Linked DNA regions of Ovis aries: region 1 is linked to region 2. A link is a contact called in public Hi-C data. All regions are on one chromosome and are shown on one strand. The core of a region is the stretch at or near the end of the contact, and the rest is flanking DNA. Distances in the headings are between cores, read along the strand shown.

Evidence for each region. Hi-C and Micro-C count contacts between places; a contact is called where the count stands out from the background.
Region 1: a Hi-C map of tail adipose tissue shows a contact between it and region 2, with 2.3 times the contacts expected there. The contact joins the promoter of PLXDC1 here to the promoter of LASP1 in region 2. A contact is called at or near these places in 7 of 16 Hi-C or Micro-C datasets (blood, hypothalamus, mesenteric adipose tissue and 3 more).

The regions. Positions count from the first base shown.
Region 1 is chr11:39,403,887-39,410,435 of ARS-UI_Ramb_v3.0, reverse strand. It overlaps PLXDC1 (plexin domain containing 1), which reads left to right and starts at 3,552. Exons shown (of 14, transcript XM_004012833.4): 1 at 3,552-3,754. The coding sequence starts at 3,679. TRNAC-GCA (transfer RNA cysteine (anticodon GCA)) reads left to right here and starts at 1,667; the gene lies at 1,667-1,738. It overlaps TRNAC-GCA (transfer RNA cysteine (anticodon GCA)), which reads left to right and starts at 920; the gene lies at 920-991. It also overlaps a transcript of ARL5C not described here.
Region 2 is chr11:39,206,125-39,213,604 of ARS-UI_Ramb_v3.0, reverse strand. It overlaps LASP1 (LIM and SH3 protein 1), which reads right to left and starts at 5,210. Exons shown (of 7, transcript XM_004012830.6): 1 at 5,012-5,210. The coding sequence starts at 5,080. It overlaps TRNAC-GCA (transfer RNA cysteine (anticodon GCA)), which reads left to right and starts at 5,954; the gene lies at 5,954-6,025.

The DNA of each region.
Region 1 (6,549 bases), core at 2,303-4,802, 200 kb before region 2:
GGGAGAGGGTGGAGGACCCGACCTTCCAGCCAGAGACAGTTCCTCACACTGCAGGGGGTTCCACTCCTTCCTCACCTTCCCGTTCCCTCTGAGATGCTGGGTCTGACCACAGCTTTTGAGCTTTAAGCTACCCCTTCACTCCCAGTGTCCTTCCAGTGTGAATCCCACTCCTCCCAACATCCCAGATTCCTACAGCATTTGTTTATCTTGTCTTTTTGTAGTGATTTTTCCCCCATACTGTAGTAGGAATTTTATGAAGGTATAATAAATGCCATTGAAAACTGCTCACCTTTTATTGCTGCCTGCTCCTTCGGCTGCACCTCAAAACTGACTCAGTTTCATACAAAGTTCTCCGGCAGGGGAAATCCACCTAGGAAATGGAAAGGGGCTGCCTCAAGGGTCTCTATGGGGACTGGCCCTTCGGTCCTGGGCTCTATAGCCCTCTGCCAGGTGACTAACACCAGGTTTGCCAGCACTCAGAACTCTAGGCTCTGCCTGGGCCTAGGGGAAGGAGGGGAGTAGGGGACTTTAGGGGTTGGAAAAGCCCAGGAGTCCTATCAAAGTAGAGCTGAAAACAGGATGGAAACCCAGGCTGCCTGTCCTGTACAGGGAGCAGTGCTATTACCCCCCAGAAAACCTGGGATGGTCCTGAGGTCAGTGGGTATGTTCTCTTCGAAAGTCAGGAAGTGCACAACCCTGTGAGAGTCTGGACACAGAAACAGTGGGCTCAAGATTTCTTAACCCGGTGGTTTCCATGAAGAGTGGTGAGGGGGAAGAACTTAGGAAGTCTAAATGTCTCCATTCAGATGCCGTCTTCCTTCCATTAGGTTAGCTACAAAGAAGAACACAATAGGTGAAAATTAATAATTCCCTTATTCCGTAGAAATTCACCCTAGCTGGCAAGAAACATTGGTACCACGGGGGTATAGCTCAGTGGTAGAGCATTTGACTGCAGATCAAGAGGTCCCCGGTTCAAATCCGGGTGCCCCCTCTAAGGTCTAGTTTGTTTTTCCTTCCCCGGCTTCTTAGTCCTGCAGTGCTCCTCCTGAAGTTCCCTTACAGGCTAAAGCGGAAGGGTCCTTCAACATTGCGGACCTCTTTTGCCGGCGATCAGGGTGGAGCCCCAGGTCCTGCCAAGCCACGCCCTCAGCCTCTTGGGGGCTTGTACAAAGGCCCGCGCTCTTGATGGTAGGGTGGAGGCGTGAGACCCCGCACGCAGATCTACGTGTCCCGGGATCTCAGCTGCCCGGGATCTCAGTCTGTTGGAAGACAGACTGAGTTTCTAAGGGCTGGGCTTGGGACAGGAAGGACTGGAGGTGTCTGTGAGCGTGTAGGAGAGAGATGGGCGCCAAGAGAATCGCTAGGGGCGCTCTGGCAAGGCAGGAAAGGCGGACCCAGGCCCAAAGGAAGGTCCAGGAAGTGAGAAATCTAGGGGAAGTGAGGGGCTTCTCCTCCCGCAGTCCCAAATTGCTTTTTCTTACATCATTAGAATTCTTTAGTTCAGAGTTTCAGGAAACAAACTCTGCATTCAGATAAGTAGTCTCTCGAGATTTATAGTCTCTCTGTCTCTTGAAAATACTGGATTCCACTTCCGTTTGTGGACGCAGTCACAGCGCCTGCGCTGGAGTAGCACTAAGAAGTCATCCGCAGGCAAAAAACCAGCAGAGGGGGTATAGCTCAGTGGTAGAGCATTTGACTGCAGATCAAGAGGTCCCCGGTTCAAATCCGGGTGCCCCCTTGTATACATTTTTAAGGATCCAAATTCAGATTTTCCCAGCCACCACTTTTCTTACAACTTCCTACTTCCACGATTTTGTGTTGACATTTATTTCACCACTTCTATTTTGGGCGAGATGAGGAACGGCGAAACAGCAAAACAAATTTAGAGCAGAGGTTCTCAAAATGTGTTACTGAGAACAGCACCACCAGCTGGGAATGTGTTAGAAATATGGATTCTCGGCCTCAGAACTATAGTACTTGGGGGTGGCTCCCAGAAATCTGTGTTTTATAAGCCCCTCCAGGTGATTCTGATGTACACTCAAGTTCTAGAAGCTTACATTAAAAAAAAAATTGACACGTCATTTGCTTCTAATTATTTCCAAGTTGCTGTTTCAGCCTGAGTCCTTTATTAAGAGACTTTTTAAAACAGACCGCGCGCGAGGCATCCCGGACAGGGGACTGTTCAAAAAGATCATTGCCGGAGCTGAAATTCCGTCCTGGGTCCTCTCACCTTGATCTCTCGGAAGGTAGGGGCAAGGAGATGTGAACCCGCCTGGCTGGAGTCGGAGATAGCGCGAAGCGCGTAGGCAGGTCTGGAAAATCGAGGAAAACCGCAAAACACACGCGTTGCGGCTCGTCACGTGGCCACTAGAGGGCAGCAAGAAGCCGCAGCTGGAAGCAGCAGCCTTTTTGATCCTGAGAGTTGGCAAAACAGCAATTTAAATGAGACAACAAGAACTTACAGACAGGCCTAGCCTTGTCCCATTGTAAGTGATTAGGGGACGTCGGGCTAAAGGAGGTCGGTTCTGGGACCCTGGGTCCTGAGGAAGAACGAACTGGGATTCTGAAAGATTAGTCTTTAGGGCCCCAGCCTGTATATATCAGGGCGTCCCTTTCACCCTCATTCTCCCTCCATCCAGCGCTGGATCTCCTTGCCTTCGCACGAATTAGGTCGAGGAGGGAAGAGGCACCTCCGGGTCCTGACCTGATTCCCTGCCATCTATTAAATCTCCTAAATTGAGGGTATTTTTATTCTGTTCTGGTAGGGTAAAAAAAAAAAAAAAAAGTTATCTATTCCCAGAGCCTGCTTATAAGGTGGTGGCAGTTGGGGTGAGACATTTCCTTGCTCTCCTCTGAAGATTGACTGAGTTGGGCCCTGTGGAGGTCTGGGGTCCCCAAAGAGGAGGGTGACCTCAGTTACTTTCTGGGGGTGGGAAGAAGTCCAGGTTATTTCAAAGTAGGGATGATTCAGGTCCCCTCCATCCCCATGTCTGCGGGGTGGGATAAAGTGGAGAGAAGCCATAAGAGGGCGTGGAATTCAGGCCTCTGCTGCAAGGGGAGACTCCTGGGGTGGGGATGGGCATCAGATCCCTACACAACTCTGTGCAACAGCCCAGAAAGTCGGGAAGCCTGGTGGAAATGGGTCGAGTGTGGATGGTAGGAGCGCAGGGTCTGAGGAAGGGGCGCCCACTGTCCCTTCCTGGGATCTGGCCCTTCGAGCCTTCTCTCCACCGCTTTCCCCCAGGGAGTGGAGGAGGGGAAAGCAGGCAGAAGCTAAGGTGCGGTGTAGGGGTAGCTGATGCTCTTCGGGGGTTCTCCCAGCCCGAGGGTTCCCCGCCCTGTCCCCTTCCTCCTCCCGCTACCCTCTCCCCCCGCCTGGGAAGCGGCCGCGGGAGCTCTCGGGGAGCGCTCGGGCAGGGCTGGGAGGGCTGGGGAAGACTCGGGGCGAGCTCCGGAGGCGCCGCGCCCCCCCCCCGCCCCGCCCCCTCCCCAGTCCCCGCTCCGGGAGGCCGCTCGGCTCGCTCGCCGCCCGCTGGCGCTCCGCCGCTCTCACTGCTTGCCTGCCCCGCGCTCCGCTGCCGCTCCGCCGCCCACCCCTCCGCCGGCCAGCCCGGGGGACCGCGCCGCCCGAGCCGGGCCGGGACAGCTGCGGGCCGGGGGCGGGTCCTGGCCTCCACCATGCGGGCTGAGCTCTGGCTCCTCGTGCTGGTGCTCAGGGAGGCTGCCCGGGCTCTGAGCCCCCAGCCCGGAGCAGGTAGGACTGGCCAGAGTTGGTGGGGGTGGGTCAGGGTCGTGGGTCGAGGGGGCAGGTGGGCGGGCGTGGGCATGGAAGGTACCGGCAGGCTGGCGATGTCAGAGGCGCCGGGGGTCGTGTCCGAGGGAGGCCAGGAGCGCTGTGGACGGTGGCAGGTGAACAAGGACCCCTACTTTCCTAAACACACAGGGTGTGTGAGTGAGGGTGGAAGGATCAGACCCCGATGCCCCGATTTCTCCTTCCCTCCTGGAAGGACACTGGAGGGACCCCAGCAGAGAGGGAATCCACAAGGCACTGGGCTCTGGCCCCAAAGAGGACGGTGGGAGAGTCACAGGGTCCCCTGGCCACACTGGGTGAGGCTGAATTCTGATGAGATGCGGAGTCTGGGATGTCTCTTGCTTCAGTTTTGTTTCCTTTTTCTCTCCGCTGCCCTCACTCCCAAGCTGACCCAGTCTGGGGGCTGAGTGGCAGTAGCCAGGAGGATGGAGGAGACCCACCATCTCTCCTCCAGCAAGGGCAGTGGGGAGCTTGACGGCCTCTCCTCTCTGGTACTTGAAGAGCAGCGCTGGGCCCAGAAAGAAGCAACTTGCTGCTTCCCCACCCCCAGCCTCTAGGGTCCTCCAGTCACTCTGGCTCTACTCTGCCCTGGCGGCCCTTGGCCTTTAGCTTTTCTGGCTCTAGATTAGGAGGGTGGGGTGTCCTACCTTCCCCACAGCAGTTCTCTGCAATCATTCTCCCACCTGGAAAGTCCTTTTGGAGATCTACCTTGAGTCTGTCCTGTTATAAAGGAGAACCATTTTTCAGCAAGTAATTTTGCATTCTCCTCTTTCTTCCTTCTGTATGCAGGCATTCTCTGGGGTTGGGGAGGTGGGTGATTGCAGTCAAGCCTCTGGACAGAACTGGGAAGATAGAGTTCCGTGCCTCACAGGCATAGATGTCCCCCAGGGTGGGATGGAGCAGGTGGAGGGTTTGTCCAGGGGGATGCTGTAGTTGGGCTGCTGTGTCTCAGAGGTCTGTGGGCATCAGGCACAGCATCAGGGATGGCATTCTTGACTTTAATGGTCCCTGAATATAGTTGAGACAGGCCTGGGTTTCTGTTGAGAAGGAGAGTGTGGGCAGAGGGCAGCGGAAGCCTAGGTGGCAAGAGGCTGCTGATGCAAAACCACCAGTTTTCAGAGAGACCACACAGAGAGTGGCCAGAGATGTGACTTCTAGTTCCAACATCTTGCTTGCTGTGTGACCTTGAACAAGTTACTTTCCTTCTCTGGGCCTGTTTCCTCCCTTATAAAGTGAGGCTGTGGGCAAAATCTTTGTGGGATTATAGGATTATGAGAGATCTTTTTTATGACTGTCTCTCTTTTTCAGATTTGTTATGATGTGTATGAGATAATTGCAAAAAGAAAAAAACAAAAATTAAGTCAATATAAAAAGGAATGGGTTGGACAGGTCAATTTTTTAGGTCTTTTGCAAACCCATCCTGATGAGATCTTCTGAACTCTGGATATGACTGGATTGATGAGGGATGGCTCTGAATCTGACTGAGATGGGAGATCCACGGAAAGGGGTGGGGAAGAGGGCACTGGAAGGAAACAAGGATGGGCAATGCAGGGGCCAGAGCCAGGCTGAGCTGAGGGCTGCCTCTTCAGAGGTGATTGGAAGAGGAGATACCCTGGGGGGCCAAAGAGGGTGCAGGCAGAGATTTGAATCACATCTCTCAGTAGAAGATGTCCTGTCTCCTCAGCTTTGGCAGATTCAGCCAGGAGAAATGAACTTTCTCTGCAGCAGGGAGACTGGTGAGACTGAAGGAAGCCAGCGGGGGCGCTGCTGACTCTGTGTCGAGCTTATTTTTTTTCACGACCAGACTGGGTTTGAGCGGGCCCTGTTTGGAGGCAGGGGTTGTCTTCTAGGGAGAACAGATGTGGGGGTGGGACCCTCTGGGAAAGGGCTGCTCCGATTGGTGGTGGAGCCCTGGTGACAGGTGAGAGGGCAGTTGGGAGCTGGACATGAGGGGTGGGTGCTGCCATCCAGCCCCAAGGCTCCAAGTCCTCTGTGCTGTGTGGGGAGAGGGGATGTGGGTGGGGAGTGGAAGGGGGCGGGGCTCGGGGGGAGCTGAGATCTCCCCTCCCTCTTGATGAACTGGCCTTGAAACTTCATCTGTCATTAAAACAGGAGCAGGAGAAAGATGGATGAGTGACCCAAAGGTACAGTCAGGTGGTGAGGGAGACCAACAGAGGCTGACAGGCAGATAGACAGATGGGGAGACAGGAAGATTCTAGGGTGCATGGTGGGAGCTGGGGGCACCCTGGGGTCTGGGCTGAGTGAAACTGGAAGTGCCCACATCAGACAGAGAAGGAAAAGGCCACTGGAGGTGGCATCCTGTCCTGGGAGCTAGCAGATCAGGCCCATCTCCAACCCTGGGTGACCCTGGCCGCTTCATCCTTTTTCTGCCCCTTGGATTCTCCATCCATAAAATGAAGTTTGGATCAGATTGCCTCTAGGGCCCCTTGTAGCCTTGACTCTGCTTCCAGCCTTCTCCTTGCTCACCAGGGAGGGATCTTCAAACAAATGGAGACTGAAATCCAATCTCCGCCCAGTGGCCATTGGACAGCCTCTCCCCACCCCCACCTCTGCTCGAACTGCCCCAAACACTCAGGCTGCTGTCCCCTGGGATCGCCAGGTAACTGGCTTCTCTTCATCCGGGTCTCAGTCGGCTCAAGGGCCACCTCTGAGAGAGGCTCCCTAAGGAGCCTGTCCAGAGCAGAAACAACCCCAACCCTTCCGTCCTTCTGTTTCCT
Region 2 (7,480 bases), core at 3,961-6,460:
TGAAAGCCCCTCTCCCTCCCGCAATGCCTGGGAGGCGCTGGCAGAACGCCCCAGCCCTGCCACCACCGAGTCTGCTGGCCTCTGCCTGCTTAGCCGCACATGCCCCTGCCTGGGCCCCCGCCTCCCCCCACCCCCGCAGGGGCCTGCCAGGAAAAACATTCTCTGGAATCCAGACCATGACCCACTTTCACACACACATAGGCAGGAATCCGCACTGTCCTGGGCCTGGGAACCTCCAGAGGTGCCCCCTGATTGACCTGGGGGAGACCAAGGGAGAGACACAGACACGTCCACCCTAGCTCACAGCCAGGTACCCACCCTGGAGCCAACCCCCTTGCGGCTGAGTATACTGACCAGGCTAGGGTACCAGGCCAGCAGCCAATTCAGGGGTTCTACAAAATACCCCCTGCAGCCAGCTACCACTGGAAGGAAGGGGAGCCCCATACAAGGGAACAGTGCCCATTTCTATCTCTAGCTCTTCCCCACCTCACCTCCAGACACCCCCTGCTCTCAGCTAGACACGTTAGAGGCTAGGGAGTGGTCATCTGTTCTCTTACAGGGGGTCCAGGAACAGAATAATGAAAAGGAGGGGACTGAATGCCTTCAGGGTAACTACAGAACTCTGTCTATGCATCTGTAAAGAGTGGAACTAAAACCCCGGTCCGGTCCGTGGAGGGGGTTCCATGCTGGGAGGAGGTGACACAGCCTCACTTCCCGCCCCTCTCTGGAGGAGGGCACCAAGAAAGGTTCAAGAAAATCAGCAGCTTCCACCACTGTGTCCTTTTGGAGACAGGAGAGTGAGGGGAATGGGGGGCAGAAAATGGCAAGTCATTCAATAGCCCCTGTGGGCCAGGCAGACCCAAGGAAACCCCAAATGAAAAGACACCCATCCCTGTCTCAGTCAGGTCTGGTAATGGACACAGTCAGGGAAACATGTCAGTAACACCCCACAGTGACCCTCTGTCTGCCTCTTCTCCCTGCCCCAGGAGCCCTGCCGCAGAGCAGGAGTCCCCTCTTCCTTACAGGCCACAGGTAAGGTTTCAGAGCAGCATTCCTGGGACTCAGGGAGCAGTTACTTCTAAACATGCAACTTGAATCCTCCCCACTGCCCTGGAAGTCCACGACTTGCCTGTTCACCAAAACCTAGTTCTCTGGTGCCCGTTAGGAGCCTCTCAGCCCATGTCCCAGGCTCCAGCATCAGCCTCCACTCTCCCTGGCCTGGAGCTCCAAAGCTGCAACCCACTCCACAGAAAGGCAAACTGAGGCTGCTGGGAGCAGAAGCAAGATGCCCTGCACCTGGGTGAGGTTGGGGGTCAGCCTTTTCTCTCCAGAGTCACCGTAGAGGCTGGGGGAGAAGCTGCTCACAGCTCTGGGGGTGGGGGATGTGGTGAACTCCAGGTCGCTGTGCCTGCGGCCTGGGATCTTGCCCACTCCACCCTCTCCACCCGGGCGCCCTATGACTCAGGGCTAGAGAATGAGACCTCTCCCTCCCTTCCTGTCACCCAGGGTTACAGTTTCTCACTCCTCCAAGGGCAACGGTAGCCCCACCCTGGCCTGGTCACCAGCCTAGCTCAGCTGGCCACCTGGGAGGCTGGCTTAAAGGCAGAGACCATGGCTGCACCTCCCCAGATTCCCAGGGAGTATTATTCCTGGTTCAAGAGCTCAGGCCTTGGGCATTCCACAGGCCAGGGTCAGGAAGAGGAGGGCCCACTAAACACATTAGGGAGATAGTGTAAATTAAAGTACTTTTTTGCAAACATAACAGGCAGAAGAGCTGAGCACCAAGAACTTTAGAGCTGAATTCCAGCTCAGGCTGTGGGGAGTGAACCGCATGACCTGTCTGGGCCTCTGCCTACGGGGGTCATAATTTACAGGAGCCGTCGCATCTGCTCTGTGAGGCTCCTGGAAAGACTCAGCCTGGCACATTCCAAGGAGTCTATGCAGGGATGGTCATGGGATGACTGTAGGGTGCTCTTAGCTAGGAAACGAGGCACCAAGGCTACAGGCCTTTTCCCCTCTTCTGGGTCCCGTTTCCTTCTACCTTGCTGCCACCTGGGGGGTGAGGGGACGAGGGGAGGGTACTTCAGACAACCAGAGGCAGAGAACCCTCCCAATAGGGGAGTCCAGGGGACTCAGCCCACCAATCCTCTACCCTCCTCAATGCCTCCATCTGTATTCAGGAGCTCGGCAAAAGCAAGCCAGGCCAAGGGGACACAGCGAGTCCCCACGTTAGTGCCTCCCAGTGTGATCTAGGACCAAACTCCCAAGTCTGTCAAAAGGTAGAGGACACTGCGAGACGCAGCCTCTCTCCCTCCGCAGAGGCCCTGCAGCAGCCAAGAGGGCCCCGTACCACGTAGGTGCTTAATGTTCATTGAATGAATGAGCGAGCGACATCACCCTGTTTCTTCCCCAACTCTAATCCCATAAGTTGGGGAAACAAATCTCGACCTCAAACACCGTGGCCAGCCATACACATTTATTCAGCATGAGGACACGCTGGGTAATGCAGGTGGACGGTAGGGTAGCCATCAGAGGTGATGTGGCTTTTACTCACCTAAGCCTTTGGGAGATAAGGCTCAAGGAGGAGGAAAGGCTAACACCAAGAATGTAGCTTGTGCTCTGGGTCATGTCGGGTCCTAGGGAAATTGCAGTGAAACAGGTGAGTCTAATTTGACTCTCTCCTGTTGTAAATGGGTTGTCTTGGGAAGCTGGTTAGCAATTGTGTCTATGGGACTGAACATCTGTCCTCAGGCGTCAGGTCCCCATTCTAAGTGCCTGCCCTTACTGCCTGGAGGGCGGTGGGAGGAACCAGTCTAATACCTGGATATTCCAGGCCTCCTGCTCAGTGCAGGGGTGACATCTCCCCAGGGAAACCTCCTGTAGGAAGAGAGAGGAACCGCCAACTCTCACTTCCCAGGGTGCCCACCACCTGAATGTCCTCTTCCAGAGAGGGGAAGAAAACAGATGGGGAGGGCGCCTTAAAGGGGCTGCACCCTCCCCTCAGACACCAAAGGTCTTTACAGGGAAAGCCAGGTATGGGGCTGGACAGAGTACCCCAGAAAAGAAGAGGGCGCACAGCCTATACCACATCCCCTTCCAGGCACTGTGACAGGCACTCGGGTGCACTTCCCCACCTTCAAGGAAATGACATCATCACACCCATCTGATAGACTCTGAACACTGAGGCCTGGAGCCATTCACAGAGCTGGTGGTGAGCGGACCTGGAACTAGGAGCAAGTGTTCCAACGCCCAGGCTAGTGTCCTTCCAGCAGACACTGCTTCCGCCTTATGTGGGTGGAAAGTGGCCATTGCCTCTACCCAGTTCATGACTGTGCAGAAGGGGAGCACAAGGAACTCAAGACGCAGAGGCCAAAATCCCTCCCACCAGGGAAGAGCAGAAACACCAGTGTGCAAGGCCAGAGAGCTCTCAGCTCCTGCCCCCAGGCTCAAGTCCTGCCCTCCCGCATGGTCTTTGGGAAGGTCAGCACCCACATTCACTGCACCATAACATGGCCTTTCTCTCCTCCTGCCCAGCCAGGCCCAGGAGAGAAGACTGAAACAGCAGCGGCCCCGCATGACCCGTTCCTCCAAGAGCAGTATCAAAATGATCTCAGAACCATGGAACCCCACCCCCTCACCCTGACTCAGAGGCCAAAGGTTACTGAGGAAGCTCCAACCCTAAGGAGGGGAAAGACAAAAGAATCCAAGGAACGACCCTTTCCCCCCTCACAAAAAATATCTGACTCCAGGTGGGCCCTGCACCCTCTTCCATCCCATGGGCCCCCAACCCCTGGCCAGTCCAGATGGGAAAGAGGGAATGTGTGGACAGGGGGGCAGCTTTAGGAGGTGAATGAAAGGCATGATGAAGAAGGGGACAAAATCCTAGAGGCCTCTCCTCCAGACCGAGGAGGGAATGAGAGGGAAGATGGATTGCCTTAGGATCTTAGATTAAAAGAGGTCCGGATCCTACCCCAAACTGCAGGAAATACCCAGTTCCACTCTCCGCCCCCCTTCAAAAAGTATAATGGCAACCAGATGAACGAGTCCAGCATGATGGGGGTGGGGGGGGAGGAAGACGCCTAAGGGCCCCCAGGGGACAGTGAATTTCCAGAAGGCCACCTTCCCTTTCCCCCAACATCTCCCCCCTTTTCTTGGCTCCCCCTGAACTTAGCCAACCCCACCCTCCATTGGGGAAACCTGCTCTGAAAAGTTAGCTCTTTGTTCTACAGGGTGGACTCAGCCTCTGAACACAATTTCGGGAGATCTCAGTGAAGCAACCCCCCACCACCCTACTCCAGCAAGCGACCCCACCCGGGTCCGGCTGGGCGGACCAACGCTGGGAGTTGGCTTCTAATTTGAGGTGGGGGCTGGGAAGCTATGGAGGACTCAGGCTAGCCCATTAACCGCTGAACCACCAAGAGGGCTGCAGGTCGTCCGAAAAACGGGCTCTCTCAATGGGGCTCGGGTCCTTATCCGAAGGCCAGTTCACCAGACGCAACACTTGCCCGCTGACGGCCCCCACCCTCCAGTCTCCAAGCCAGGAAGCCGGGCCAGTAGCCGCCGGAGCGGACCGCTTAGCAGGGGCCCCAACCTCTGCCCCGCCCCCCCGCCGCCCCCTCCCCCAGCGCCCAGCGCTTCCGCCTACTTGGCGCTCGGCGAGGCGGGGAGAGGGAGCGGCCGTCTGCTCTCACTCTCCCGGCCCTAGGGGGCGGGACTGCACCCCTAACCTTCCCTCACTCCCCCCACCCCCACTCCGGGGCCCGGCTTCTCCACCCCCGGGCACCGAGCCCACTCCTCTCCAGTAGTGGCTGCCCGCCACGCGTGGACTCCTTTCCTCGCCCCAGATCTCCTGGTTTCCAGACTGGGGTCCGTCCCTCACGCCCCATGACACCACCCACCTTTCCTCCTCCCGGGATCGCGGTAACGGGGCGGCAGAGACCCAGCCCCGCTCTCCTCCTCCGATCTGGAGCTCGGGGATTGCAAAGACGCGTCTCCCAGTCCCGAGTCTCACCTTATCCAGACAGTTCACCTTCTCCGTGGGGTACACGATCTTGCTGCACCGAGCGCAGTTAGGATTCATGGCTCCGGGAAAGGCTGGGGCGAGGACGCCCGAGCTCGCGCGCGTTCTCTTTCCCCGGAGCGAGCTGGCGGGAGACGGCCGCGGCCTCAACTGCACAGGCGACAGCGACGGCTGCTTGAGCTAGGGAACTGGCCTCCGCCCCCGCCCTCCTTCCCCTAATAAACACAGCGGGGAGGAGGGGCTGTACCGGGGCGGGGACGCGCCGCGGGCGCGGGCAGGGGCGCGCGCGGCGAGGCGCGCTCTCCAGGCTACGTGGGACTGCGTGGGGGCGGGTTCCAGGGAGGACCGCGCGCCCAGCGGTACGCGCCTAGGTGAGCTCGCAAGCAGAAAGGGCCCTGGAATGCGCCCGGAGGCCAGGCGCTAACAGGCGACCTTGCCCAGGGCTCTTCCGCCGCTGGAGGCGGGGCGGGGGCGATCCGGTGGCACATCTGGGCACCTGGGCTGCAGGGCCGGCGAGCCCCTCGCAACCGCCCAGGGTGGGGTTCGAACCCACTCGAACACCCAACCAGATTCGTCAGGTTTGGGGATTTCCTTTGTACCCGTCGGTACCTGGCGAGAAATCCGCGGATCTACGGGAACCCTCCCTGCCCCGCCCCTAAGATGTTAGCCATGCCCTGCAACATCCTCTCCCACAATTTGTAAGGCGGAACCCGTCCCTCCCTGCAGGACTCAGTCCCTCGCAGACCGGGTTAATTCTTGCGTCCCCGCGCCTCTGCCGTGCAGCTTTCCAGTAGTTCCCCGAATCCAGCGAGCTTCTGCTTTGCGCTCGATCCCTTTTTCTCTTGCGTTTCTTTCTCCTTACCTACCCTTACTGTTCACCTTTAGCAGTGTCTTAACACCCAAAAGAGCCGCATCCAAGCCAAGGCGCGGCGTGGGGGTATAGCTCAGTGGTAGAGCATTTGACTGCAGATCAAGAGGTCCCTGGTTCAAATCCGGGTGCCCCCTCGGCGGTTTTTTCCTAATTTTTGTCTAGTATAATTATTTCCTTTTTGATTCATATTTTAACCTCGGGTCCTAGGTTAGAGAAATAGAGAAAAGCTATTTTAAAATTCCTTCCTCATTCTCCAACCTTAACGGAAGGCTTTCGGTTTGACTTCGTACTCAGCAGCAGGAGGGGGTGGGTACAGGAACAAATCATGTACAAAAACTTCAGGTCCCCACGACCCATGCGGGAGGTACCGGGATTTCTGCGGCAGCCGCAGTCGTGTAAGGCGGTTCCAGGCGCTGGTTCAGGAGGCAAGATTCCCCCAACTTGGTGTTTCATTTTGGGTAGGGGTGGGTCTGGAGAAGAAAACCCACAGACACAGATTTTCTCCAACTTCAACTTTCTTTATTACCGGTGACAAGCGCGTGCCCGAAGCACCTTTCCTTATTGCTCATAACACCAGCACAGTGAAAGCAGTTTGAGAATGTGGAAATGGTCAATGCCGACCCAAAATCTCATTTTAATTTACAAAAATAAAGTTATGTCCTGATATAAACTGATATAAACTTAATGTTCTCAAACTTGAGTGTGTGTCAGAATTAAATAGGGAGCTCCTTAAAACACTAACCCCCCCCCAACTACCAGTTTCTGATACTCTTGGCCTGGAGTGGGACCCCAAGAATTTGCATTCTTAAATTCCCAGGGGGTGTTGATGCTGCTAGACCACACTTTGAGAACCACTGAGCAAATAATACAACGCCATTAAGCTTCATAACCTAAAGATGGGGACAGATAACTGTCCACTGCATGACTGGCTGTTATCACTGTTGGGTCCAAGGAAAAAGATCAGAGAGCAAGACCGACCCTCTCGACTAGGTTTTGCCCAAAAAAAGGAAAAAGAAAGGATAGTGGGAGAGGCATGCTTCTTGAGTCAGGGGGAATTTGTGGTATTTTAAACTTGGAATTTGGTTGTGTCATCCCTCAGGGCCCCAGGGGAATACTACTTGAATATTTTTTTCCCCACGGCTCCCCTTACTGTCTGGAGAAGAAAGTGGCAATCCACTCCAGTATTCTTGCCTGGGAAATCCCAGAGGCTGAGGAGCAATGCTTGGGGTGGCAAACAGTGGGACCCGACTGAGCATGCATCACTGTGAGACAAGTCGTGAAGCTGGACGTGGTGATTAAGCAGAGCTGCTGTGCAGGTCAAAGCTCAGAGGTGAGAAATAGCTAATTTTTCACCCCATTCTTGGACACTAGGCCTCAAACTCCACCTGTAGGTTTATCAGGCCAAAACCCTGCCTTTGAGCTAATATAAAGAAGGTGAAAGCCGTCCACTTTTCATCTTAAATCTGTGCCGTGACTTCGCCACTACTATGAACTAGGCAAAATAATATTGCCCTGCCCAGGCATTCCATTTCTTCCCCTCCAAAGAAACTATGATTAACATTAAACCAGTAAGTCCTAAAGGATCTCAA